2 separate regions of the Mus musculus genome follow, and region 1 is linked to region 2. Evidence: chromatin contacts called from public HiChIP or PLAC-seq data. All regions are on one chromosome and are shown on one strand. The core of a region is the stretch at or near the end of the contact, and the rest is flanking DNA. Distances in the headings are between cores, read along the strand shown.

Region 1 (4,951 bases), core at 637-3,136, 240 kb before region 2:
TCTGGACGAAAGCCAGGAAAGTTTAAGATATAACTGATAGCTCTCAGAATATTGTTTTCTTCTTCCTGTTTAAAGACTAAGTCACAAGCTTTGTTTAAAGAAACTCAACTTATCAAATGGTAGGTAGTTCTTATTAAAGTATACTGGGTTGCATTTGTATATGTTAAGATCTGAATAACCTTAGTATACGAGTGACTATGTGTCCTGATCAGACAACTTCTTATTCTAACAGGCATCAGTACTTGGATTTTTAATATTAAGAGGGGCTGGAAGGATGGTTTAGCAGTGCTCTTGCAGAGGACCCAGGTTTGGTTTCCAGCACTCACAAGGCAGCTGACAACTTGAACCATCTAGAACTCCAGTTCCAGGAGATCTGACGCCCTCTTCTGGCCTTCGTTGGCACCGAACACAGGTGGGTGGGTACATGCTGGTCAAACACCCACACAGAATAAATCTTTAAAAAGTATATTAAGGCTGCTTTATTAAGTATATTATACCTGCTTTACTGAAGAAACTCAACTTTTCTGAGATAAAATGACAAAACCTAGCTGCACCATAAGTTTAAGAGATTTGGAAAACCACCTTTAATATCCTCCGTCTGGAAATGACTGGGCTTTCGGTTATCTTAATGTACAGTTTTCCAAACACACCTTCAACTCACTTATCAGAAACTTCTCAATTACCTGGGAGATTAATACACGAAATTGTGTGCCCCAAAAAGGGAAAACTAAGAAAGCTCATTCAAAAATCCAAAACCAAAAAACTTTTAGGTGAATAACCTCAAAATATCTTTTTTTTTAAAGGTAAAAGCCACCGTTTATATTTTTAGTGGCAAGGGATACATATTAAATCCTAATAAAGAAAAACAAAACACCAAACCATTATCAACCATCAACCATCTGGTGGTTGTGCCAGGTGTCAGCTGAGAACACTAACAGAAAAAAAAATTGACATGATTAAAATCCGCTAGAGCTGATATTGAAGCTTCTCAAATGTGGCCTTGTGGGTCATCCTTTACTACCTAAGGCTGGACAGAGCAGGCAAGGGCAACTTCGCAGAGCTGCGCGCTGTCCTACGCCAGGAGCTACGGGTTAGCCCCCACCCCCTGGCCTCTGCAGGGCACGCCCCCTTCCTACCCACCGCCCCGCTGCTCCCCTCCCTCGGCGCCCGCGTCCTCCAGGTCACCTTCAGGCGAGGGCGGGACTGCCTGGCACGGGCCACCCACCTACCACCCCCTGCCAATAAAAATTCGGAACTCGCCGGCCCGGCCCGCCTGCAGCGCCCAATCCCGGCCGCCCGAACGATCTTCGCCTCGGGTGCCCAGGGCTTGGGGGCGGGAACATTGGGAACTAAATTAAGAAGCAGAGGGCCCTGAGAAGGAAGCGGGCAGCCGGGTGGGGGCTCCCCCGGGACGGCCCGAGGCCGCGCTCCCGGTAAACAAAGGCTTCGCGGGGGCGGGTAACGGTCAGGTGACCACGCCCCGCATGTTTCGCAACTGTGCTGCTGGCTGCTATGGCCCCAGCACCCCGATCCTTATCCGTGCTAGGCGACAGCACTCACGGTCACCCCACGGAAACTCCAGGTCCGAGGCCGAAACACTCCGGCCGCTTCCACCCTAAGTGTATTGCTGCCGCGGGGCTCGTCCCTGCCCTGTCCCCACGCCCGAGGCCGCATCGGGCTTCTGGCAGCCAGGGACCTCGCCTCCCTCCCGCCGGTGCCGGGGATCAGCGCCGCGGTCGCATGCCGCTTGGAGCGGCCACCCTGGTACCTCTCGGCGCAGGCTGGAAGCGGCACGAGCGGCGACCCCCGTCCCTGCTGCGCCGGCGTCTCCTCGAGCCACCGCCAGTCTCTGCCACTGCTCACAACAAAGGAAACATGTGACCGTCGAGCCAAAACACTTAGCGTCACCCACCCTTGGCCAATGGGGGGGAGGCATCCGCCTTCCCGGAGCATTCTGGGAGACGTAGTTTTTACTGCCGGTGGGCTCTCAGGCCATCTGGGTTCCGCTAGAGGGCGGAAACCCAACCCCGGGCTGCTAATTCCAAACATTTATTTAAGGTAGAATAAGATTAAAGGAATGCATCTTGATCAAGACAGAAGTGGTATGTTGATTGTTTTCAAAGAGCCCTTTACATCCCAAAGCCAAAGCACAAGACCAGGACTTAGCCAACCTTAGAGCTTGGAATAAGGCTTGTTTTAATTACCATGTTCTAACACACTTGGGAAATCAGAGGGCCTGAGAGGTGGAGTGTACTAGAAGCCTGGTCATAATTGCAGAGGACGCTTTCTTTGTAAATCTGTCAAGGTCGCTATCAGAGCCTCAGTTACTTTTTAAATTTAATTTAATTTTTGTCTTAATCAGATGCAGGAGTTGAACAAAAATTGTAACAAACCTTTATTTTCCGAGGCACATGGAATCTTCTTCAAGATGTTTTGTTTCTAGGAGATTCCTTTTCAAGGATGGCCGTCCTCTGCTCTTGAAAATGTTTGGATAGTTCTGGCTTCTGACAAAAGTTACGTACTTCTTCCTTCTGCACTTCATTAAGACAGCCTTGCCTCCGTTAAAATTAGATGTGTTGCCACAAGGTAGAGAGAGAGGAGCAGAGTTGACAGGCAGGCCATTTGATAAGCTTTTAGGTCTCCTTTTCATGTTCTATTAACTTAAAAAAAGCCTACTGAGTACTTCCTGGGGCGCGGGGGTGGGGGGTGGAGTGGGGGGGACCTTTCTTTGACTTTTCTAAGATTTATGGCTAGGCCTGCAGTAAAACTGCTTGCCACTCTGGCTTGACCAGTTGGTGCTATCAGCTTAGAGAGTCCTTTCTTTGGTTTTCTCTTGTCAAAGCAAGAAGATTTATTTTCATATTCTCTCCTTCCTTCCCTCGTCCTTTTCCCCTCCTCCCCTCTTTTCCTCCTCCTTCCTTCTCTTCCCCTCTCTTCTCCACAAATTGATTTAAACAAGATACATAACTTGAAGGAAAACTATCTAGAATTCTTTTTAAATTGTCTATTATTATTATTATTATTATTATTATTATTATTATTAATTCTTTGTGTGTGTCTGTATTGGCTATCTGAGTGCTGGTAAAGATCAGAGTCATTGGGTCCCCCTGGAGCTGCAGGTGCTGGGAGCTGAAATCCAGATAGAGCAATAAGTGCTCTTAGCCATTAAGTCATTTCTTCAGCTCTATTTATTTAAAAATTTAAAATTTAAATATGTTTTGTCTGCGTCTGTGTACCATGTGCCTGCATGCAATGCCCATGGAGGCCAGAAGAAGGCACCAGATTCCCCAGCACTGGAGTTGGTTTCAGAGAGTGTGAGCTACCATGTAGGGATGCTGGAATTCTAGGCTTCATCCTCTCTCATAAAGCAGTCAGTGTTTTTAACAATGGGGTCATTGCTCCAGATCCTTTATTTAGGTTGCAAAACAGCGTCTTAATGTTTCTGAGGCTGACCTCTAATTCATTAGTGATAGAATTTTTATTTTATTTTATTTTATTTTATTTTTTATTTTTTGGAGGGAGATTTGAGAGAGAGAGAGAGAGGGAGAGAGAGAGAGAGAGAGATATGTTTGAACTTATTCGTTTTTCAGGCAAGCATTTTATTAATGCTTCAGCAAGCAGTACAGTAGGGCCCAAAGTGAGAAACTTAGTTTCACTCAAAGTAAAAAGCAAGGTGTCTATTCTTTTTTTTTTTTTAACAAATATTCTTTTTTTGTTTGTTTTTGTTTTTAAAGATTTACTTATTTATTGTATGCTTTAAATACACTGTAGCTGTCTTCAGACACTCCAGAAGAGGGTGCCAGATCTTGTTACGGATGGTTGTGAGCCACCATGTGGTTGCTGGGATTTGAACTCAGGTCCTTCAGAAGAGCAGTCAGTGCTCTTAACCGCTGAGCCATCTCTCCAGCCCCCGTCTATTCTTAAAGATTTCTGAGCGAAGGAGCATATTACATTGTAAGGAAGCTGGCTTAGTTGATATGTGGTCTATGCTCTACGAACAAGACAGAAGAATAGGGCTTATGTGACTTGGATCATATAAGGTCATGAGGTCACCCTTTCTATGGGAAGGGAGGTATGGTGTGATGGTTTGTATATGCTTGTCCTTAGGAGGCGTGGCCTTGTTGGGGTAGGTGTGTCACTGTGGGTGTGGGCTTAAGACCCTCATCTTAGCTTCCTGGAAGTCAGTATTCTGCTAGCAGCCTTCACATGAAGATGTGGAACTCTCAGCTCCTCCTGCACTTTGAGTACTAGGATTATGAGTCTATGCCCAGCCTGTGCACTGCTACGATGGAACCCTGGTTAATTGTTTTGTGCTGTTTGAGCTTACTAAGAAGCTGGCATTGGAAGTGGTGTTCCTTCCCTCCCAACTCAGACCCAGGCATGGTTGTCTAAAGTGTCTTCCAGGGTCCCTTGTCTGAGATGATGTTCCGAGGGAGGGAAGAGAACAGTGAAACAGCCCAAAAATAAACCATAAAAGTCACGGTTTCCTTGAAAACAGCTAGAAAGTGAGCCACCTCCAAGAGAGGTTACAGTGGGAAAAGGAAGTTGGAAGTTCAGCCATAGCAAGCTCATTCAGTGGAGACAAAGCTCAGGTTGGAACTCCAGCTGACTGCCTCGACTTCCCCAGTTGGTTTCTTCTGGATTTGTGACTTCCCATTTTGATGATACTATCTCTATATGCTTTTTTTCATCATTATTTTTTAAAAAGGTTTATTTGTTTGTGATACACACACACATATATATGTATGTATTTTGTCCACGTGTATGTCTGCACATACATACATCTGAGAAGAGGGCATCAGGTCCCATGGGACTACAGTTATAGACAGTTGTGAGCTGCCACACTTTAGCTGAGAACTTGCTTACAGTTTTAGAGGGTTGATTCATGATCACCATGGCAGGGAACATGGTGGCATGGCAAGAAAGGCATGGTGCTGGAAAAGTAGCTAAG
Region 2 (4,880 bases), core at 2,289-4,788:
CACAACCCGAGCCAAAGACACACCAGCTCATTTCTATTCTTAGAAAGACAAGTCATGGATCTTAGTTTATTAGGGAGTCATGCAAGACTGAAGGAAAGGACTCAACAAGCCTCAGACTCACATGATAAAAAACTGGTCACCCTTGTGGGGGTGGGAAGGGCCTCTGCACCTCAAGTCCAAAGCCAAGAACTTACATCACATACAGCCAAGGCCTAGCCTCTCAGACTGGTGACCAGGGTTGATACAGGCCCTATGCCTTGTGTGTGTGCGCGAGAGTGTGCATGCACATGCTCATGTGTTATCGTAGGTGAGTTTAGGATCTCTCTGGGACTACCATTATGGTTTTTTTTTTTCCAGAAAATAAGCAAACTAACCAGTACCCCGGAACTCTTGACTCTAGCTGCATATGTATCAAAAGATGGCCTAGTTGGCCATCACTGGAAAGAGAGGCCCATTGGACTTGCAAACTTTATATGCCCCAGTACAGGGGAATGCCAGGACCAAAAAGTGGGAGTGGGTGGGTAGGGGAGTGGGGGGGGGGGAGAGGGTATGAGGGACTTTTGGGATAGCATTGGAAATGTAAATGAGGAAAATACCTAATTAAAAAAAAAGAAAGAAAGAAAATAAGCAGAGCTCTCTTCTCCAGATCTATTCCCTAAATCTCACCCCCAGCTCTATCGCAGAACACCTGTGGCAGTCTCCCCTTCCTTCCCACCCCCTGCTCCCATCTCCTGTGAATCTCATCATGATAAGTGATTTTAAATCATAATCTTGCTTTTCCAGTGTGATGGGGCATCCAGCACTTGCTATGGTGAGAGAACTGGGTTCTGATGATGCCAAGTAACCTTAGTTTCTGTTGCTTATGTTCTTGTGCTTGCCTCTCGCCATTTGATTATCTCTAGTGTTACCTGCCCTCGCCTGTCCTTCCTTGTGATTCTGATTGTGTCAGAACTCCTCAGAGTCCAACTGTCTTTGTGATCCTGTGATTCTAGGATCATGTGATCCTGAAATCCTGGGTATGTTAGAGCTCCTGGGAGTCAATTTACCTCTGGGATCCTGGGCCTGGTAAGTCACCTGGGAGACAAGCTTCCTCTGGGTGTTGTGGGACTGGGTGTGGAGCTAGTGCAGAAGATCTGTTCAGGGCACTGGCTCAGACCAGAAGGAACCCATGCCATTAGCTGGCTTGGGGTTCCTGTGTCCTTAGATTGGGGGTGGGGGAGGGGAGGGTGTGGCAGGGTATTTCCAGTTACTCCCAGTGTTGGGGCAGATGTTGTGGCCTCCTCACCTATGATCCTGGACGTGTTAGAGCACCTGGGACTTGAGCTTCCTCTGAGTGTTGTGGGATTGGGTACGGAGCTAGCACCCAAGGTCCATCTCCTGTGAATCTCATGTCCTTTTCCCATACATTAGTCTTTCCAGGCCTCCTATTTTAGCAGGCACCCCCTGCTCACCCACAGGATATACTGGCCAAAACACCAGGTAAGCTGCCTGCAGATCTTCTCTTCCTTCTCTGTTACCCCAGACCTAACTCCTGAGTCTCAGTCCCAGCTCCACAGCACAACTTTCATGGCAACCTTCTCTGCCCTCCTGTTCCTATTTCCTGTGGATCCCACAGAACTCCTCCTTCTAATCTATCTTCCCTGACTCCTTGCTTTGTGGAGATTTCAACCCCAGCAGGCACCCCAGCTCACAAGGGCCCCACTGAAGGCAGACTTACACACTACTCCTACTGGTCCTGAGATCCAATCTCCTGCCCAGCTCTGTAGTAGGAAATCTGCTGTGGTTTCCCCCTTCTTTCTGATCCTGTCCCCAACACCATCCTCTTTCAACTTCCTCCCCCAACTCACCTTGGTGTCCCACCCTCTAACACCATCAGGCACTCCCTGTAGACGTAACAGCTGAGCAGGCCAGAAAAACAGGCATCACAATTTCTGAAACTACAGAGAGAAAACAGAAACCAAGGAACAAAACACCCTCCCAACAAAAGCGAGCCCAGAAATCAGCATCTAGACCTATAATCATATCAATCCTAGATACCTATTGCCAGCATAAAAACACAATCAATAATAGTTGAGCAATGTGTCGACCCTAGAGCACAGCTTTCTTACAAGAACAGGCCCTGAAAATTCCAGTTTAACTAAAGCACAAGAAAAAGACTTTAAAACCAGCTATATGAAGCTAATAGAGGTACTTAAATAGCAAATTAATAAATCCATTAAAAAAAGAGAGGAAAACACAAAATTGGAGGAAATGAATAAATTCCTTAAATAAATCCAAGAAAGCACAGTTAAACAGTGGGAAAAACCTAGATAAAGCTGTTCAATACCTGAATATGGAAGTAGAATCAATAAAGAAAAGACAACCGAGGGAATTCTGGAAATAAAAAATTTAGAATTTAGAACAGGGACTACAGAGGCAAACTTCACTAGCAGGACACAAGAGATGGAAGAGAGAAACTTAGGCATTGAAGACACGAGAGGAGAAATGAATTCACTGGTCAAAGAAAATGTTAAACCAAAAAAGCTCCTGACACAAAACATCCAGCTGAGAGTAGAAATCAAGGCTCTGGCATTCTTCCCAAATATTATCTTATTAGGGGACAACAGAATAATATCAAGATATTACCGTGAATCAGTGCACAAAGTTGTGTGTGTGATGTGTGCTTTAATTTAACCAGATGTTTAATGCCTGAAGGAGTAATAACCAGTTCACTCCTTCAGAGGCTACTGAAATAACTAAATGAGGATAAAATATTAAAAAAAATAAAGAACATGGAAATGCTTTCCTTTCCCCAGCCTGGAGTAGGGAGAGTGGTCCTCTGTTCTAAGCTTTTCTCCCCAGATAGATAGAGAAATGGAGCGTGGCTTAGGACAGTTCAGCACAGGAGTTTCCAGTGTCACAATGACAACACTGTATTGTACTCAGAGTTTTGAATATTGATCTTTTCCAGGTTAGCAACATGTAATTGTGATAGCTTTGGTGCTGGGCAGCAGTAACTGCTTATAGTTCCCTGCACGTGATCTCGGTGCTTTCGATGGGTATTGCATGATATTATGCTCAGTAGCTTAGGAGTTTGAAATGAATGAACTGTACCTTGGACTTAATGACATGATTGTCACTCCATGCTACAGTGAAGAGCATCTGGAAATACAAACCATGAGACGTATAAGGCACCTGTTGGAGCACATTTGAATGTTTGGTATCTAAAGGTTTGCATTTTGCTTTGGGAATCTGCAAATAACATGGTGAAGCCTCCTTAAACAGGCACAGAGACCAAGCATGTGTGACAAGCCTTTAACCTCAGCACTCAGGAGGCTGAAGCAGGAGAATCATGAGTTTGAGGTTAGCCCAAGTTATATACTGACACCTTGTCTCAAAACCGAACAGAACAAATACAAAACACAACAGAACCAAACACAATAGTTTGAAGTGAAAATAAATCTCTTGTTCTGGGAGGGGAAAAAGGAAGAGGAGGGGGGGAAGAGAGAGGCGAGAAAAAGGAAGTGAGGGTGGAGGGAAGGAAATCTAACGTAAGGATCCCTCCTAAGTTACATTTTGGTTTTATGACCTACTTTGAAAGGAGCTCTGTTAAAGGATGTGTGTGTCTAGAATGTCCTCTGCAGATCTGAACAATAAGGCATATAGCCATGTGGTTGATGAGACTGTCTAAAAGGTTAACTGTGAAAGTACATGGGCTTAAACTTCAAGGCCCTTTTCTTCATTGGTTTTATCCAAAACCTTGGGAAGGGTTTCTGGCCAGTATCTCCAGCAGGTTCATCTATGAGATCTTCACGCTATCTGCCTTAGTTATTTTTGTGCTAGAATATTCTAACAAAAGCAATTTAAAGGAGAAAGGGTTTGTTTTACTCATAACTCCAGAGAAGGAACAGTTCTTCATAACAAGCTGTGTGTGTGTGTGTGTTTGTGTGTGGTGAATGTGCCAGCAGGCAGGGAAGGCATGGTAGCAGGATCAGGAGTCTGGCTAGTTACATTGCATTCATACAGGAAACAGAATATGAAGCCCAGCATGGCCTGTCCCCGGTGACCCACTTCCTCCAGTGACATGCCACCTTCTAAATGTTCCGCATCCTTCCCAACAGCACCACCATTTGGGAACTAGAAAATGAGCTACACTACCCCAAACCTGGAACAGCTCTGCAGCTGAGGACTCCAGTTCTCAACAGAGCAATGCACCTTGAACTTTATCTTTACAAGCCCCAGCTTTCCCTAGGACTGGAACTTTGTTTGTTTTAATTTTTAGTTTCTCATTTTAATCTGCAAGGACTTAGCATAATTTCTGTTTTCATTTGTATAGATAAAATTATGCAGCAGGTATTGAGGCCCTTGGTGGCAGTAGGTGTAGTAGAACAATTCCACAGTTTGTCATCCTGCCAGTTGGGGCAGATTTGTCTGCATTTTCATATTTTGTTGGAGTTCCTAGTAGGAGGGCCCACAATCTTGAACCTTATGAATATCATGTTAATTTTTCAGTGCTTAAGTTGCATTCAGTACTAGAATGGAGTAAGAACATCCTTATGGAGGGAAGGGAAGGTTCCATGTATAGGTTTTTGCTTTTCTGTTGAGGGACTCAGCTGTTTTCCAGGAAGAAAGCATAAAACAACTGAAAAGATCGTCAAGAAGAATATAAATTATTGTCAATTGTAGAGGAATTTTAACCTAGCAACACGGCTGTTCTGGTACAGGATCATACCCAAAGATATGATCTGGTTGGATTGCAGACGTGCCACACACAAATCCCTCTGGCTAGAACATAGACACATCTCTATAATCTCAAACAAGGTTATCTAATTGTGGAGCAAAGAAATGACTCAGAGAAAGATTTAACAGAATGGGTCAAAGATAGGACACGCTCAACTTTC

The links. HiChIP or PLAC-seq counts read pairs in DNA pulled down with a chosen protein or histone mark.
Region 1: a contact with region 2 is called in an H3K4me3 HiChIP or PLAC-seq map of bone marrow-derived macrophages, with 7 times the contacts expected there. The contact joins the promoter of Klhl24 here to the enhancer-like site in region 2. A contact is called at or near these places in 11 of 39 promoter capture datasets (the 3T3-L1 cell line, 3T3-L1-derived adipocytes, the C10 cell line and 7 more), 1 of 15 datasets of contacts at CTCF or cohesin (large pre-B cells), 18 of 484 Hi-C or Micro-C datasets (the C10 cell line, the CH12 cell line, ECoMG myeloid progenitors and 13 more), 21 of 115 datasets of contacts at active chromatin or transcription factors (the 230-238 cell line, DN3 thymocytes, the SCID.adh cell line and 8 more) and 4 of 9 other capture datasets (adipose tissue, embryonic stem cells, liver and 1 more).

What each region holds. Positions count from the first base shown.
Region 1 is chr16:20,094,489-20,099,439 of GRCm38.p6, reverse strand. Klhl24 (kelch-like 24) reads right to left here and starts at 1,886. Exons shown (of 8, transcript NM_029436.3): 1 at 1,769-1,886.
Region 2 is chr16:19,853,854-19,858,733 of GRCm38.p6, reverse strand. No RefSeq gene overlaps it. Among named protein-coding and RNA genes, the nearest start is that of A930003A15Rik, 28 kb to the left of the region's middle. Within about 2 kb of position 3,538, at least 6 of the 459 cell types and tissues checked have an H3K27ac peak or open chromatin away from gene starts, as enhancers often do. A contact at or near this core is called in bone marrow-derived macrophages and granulocyte-monocyte progenitors, where this site is marked.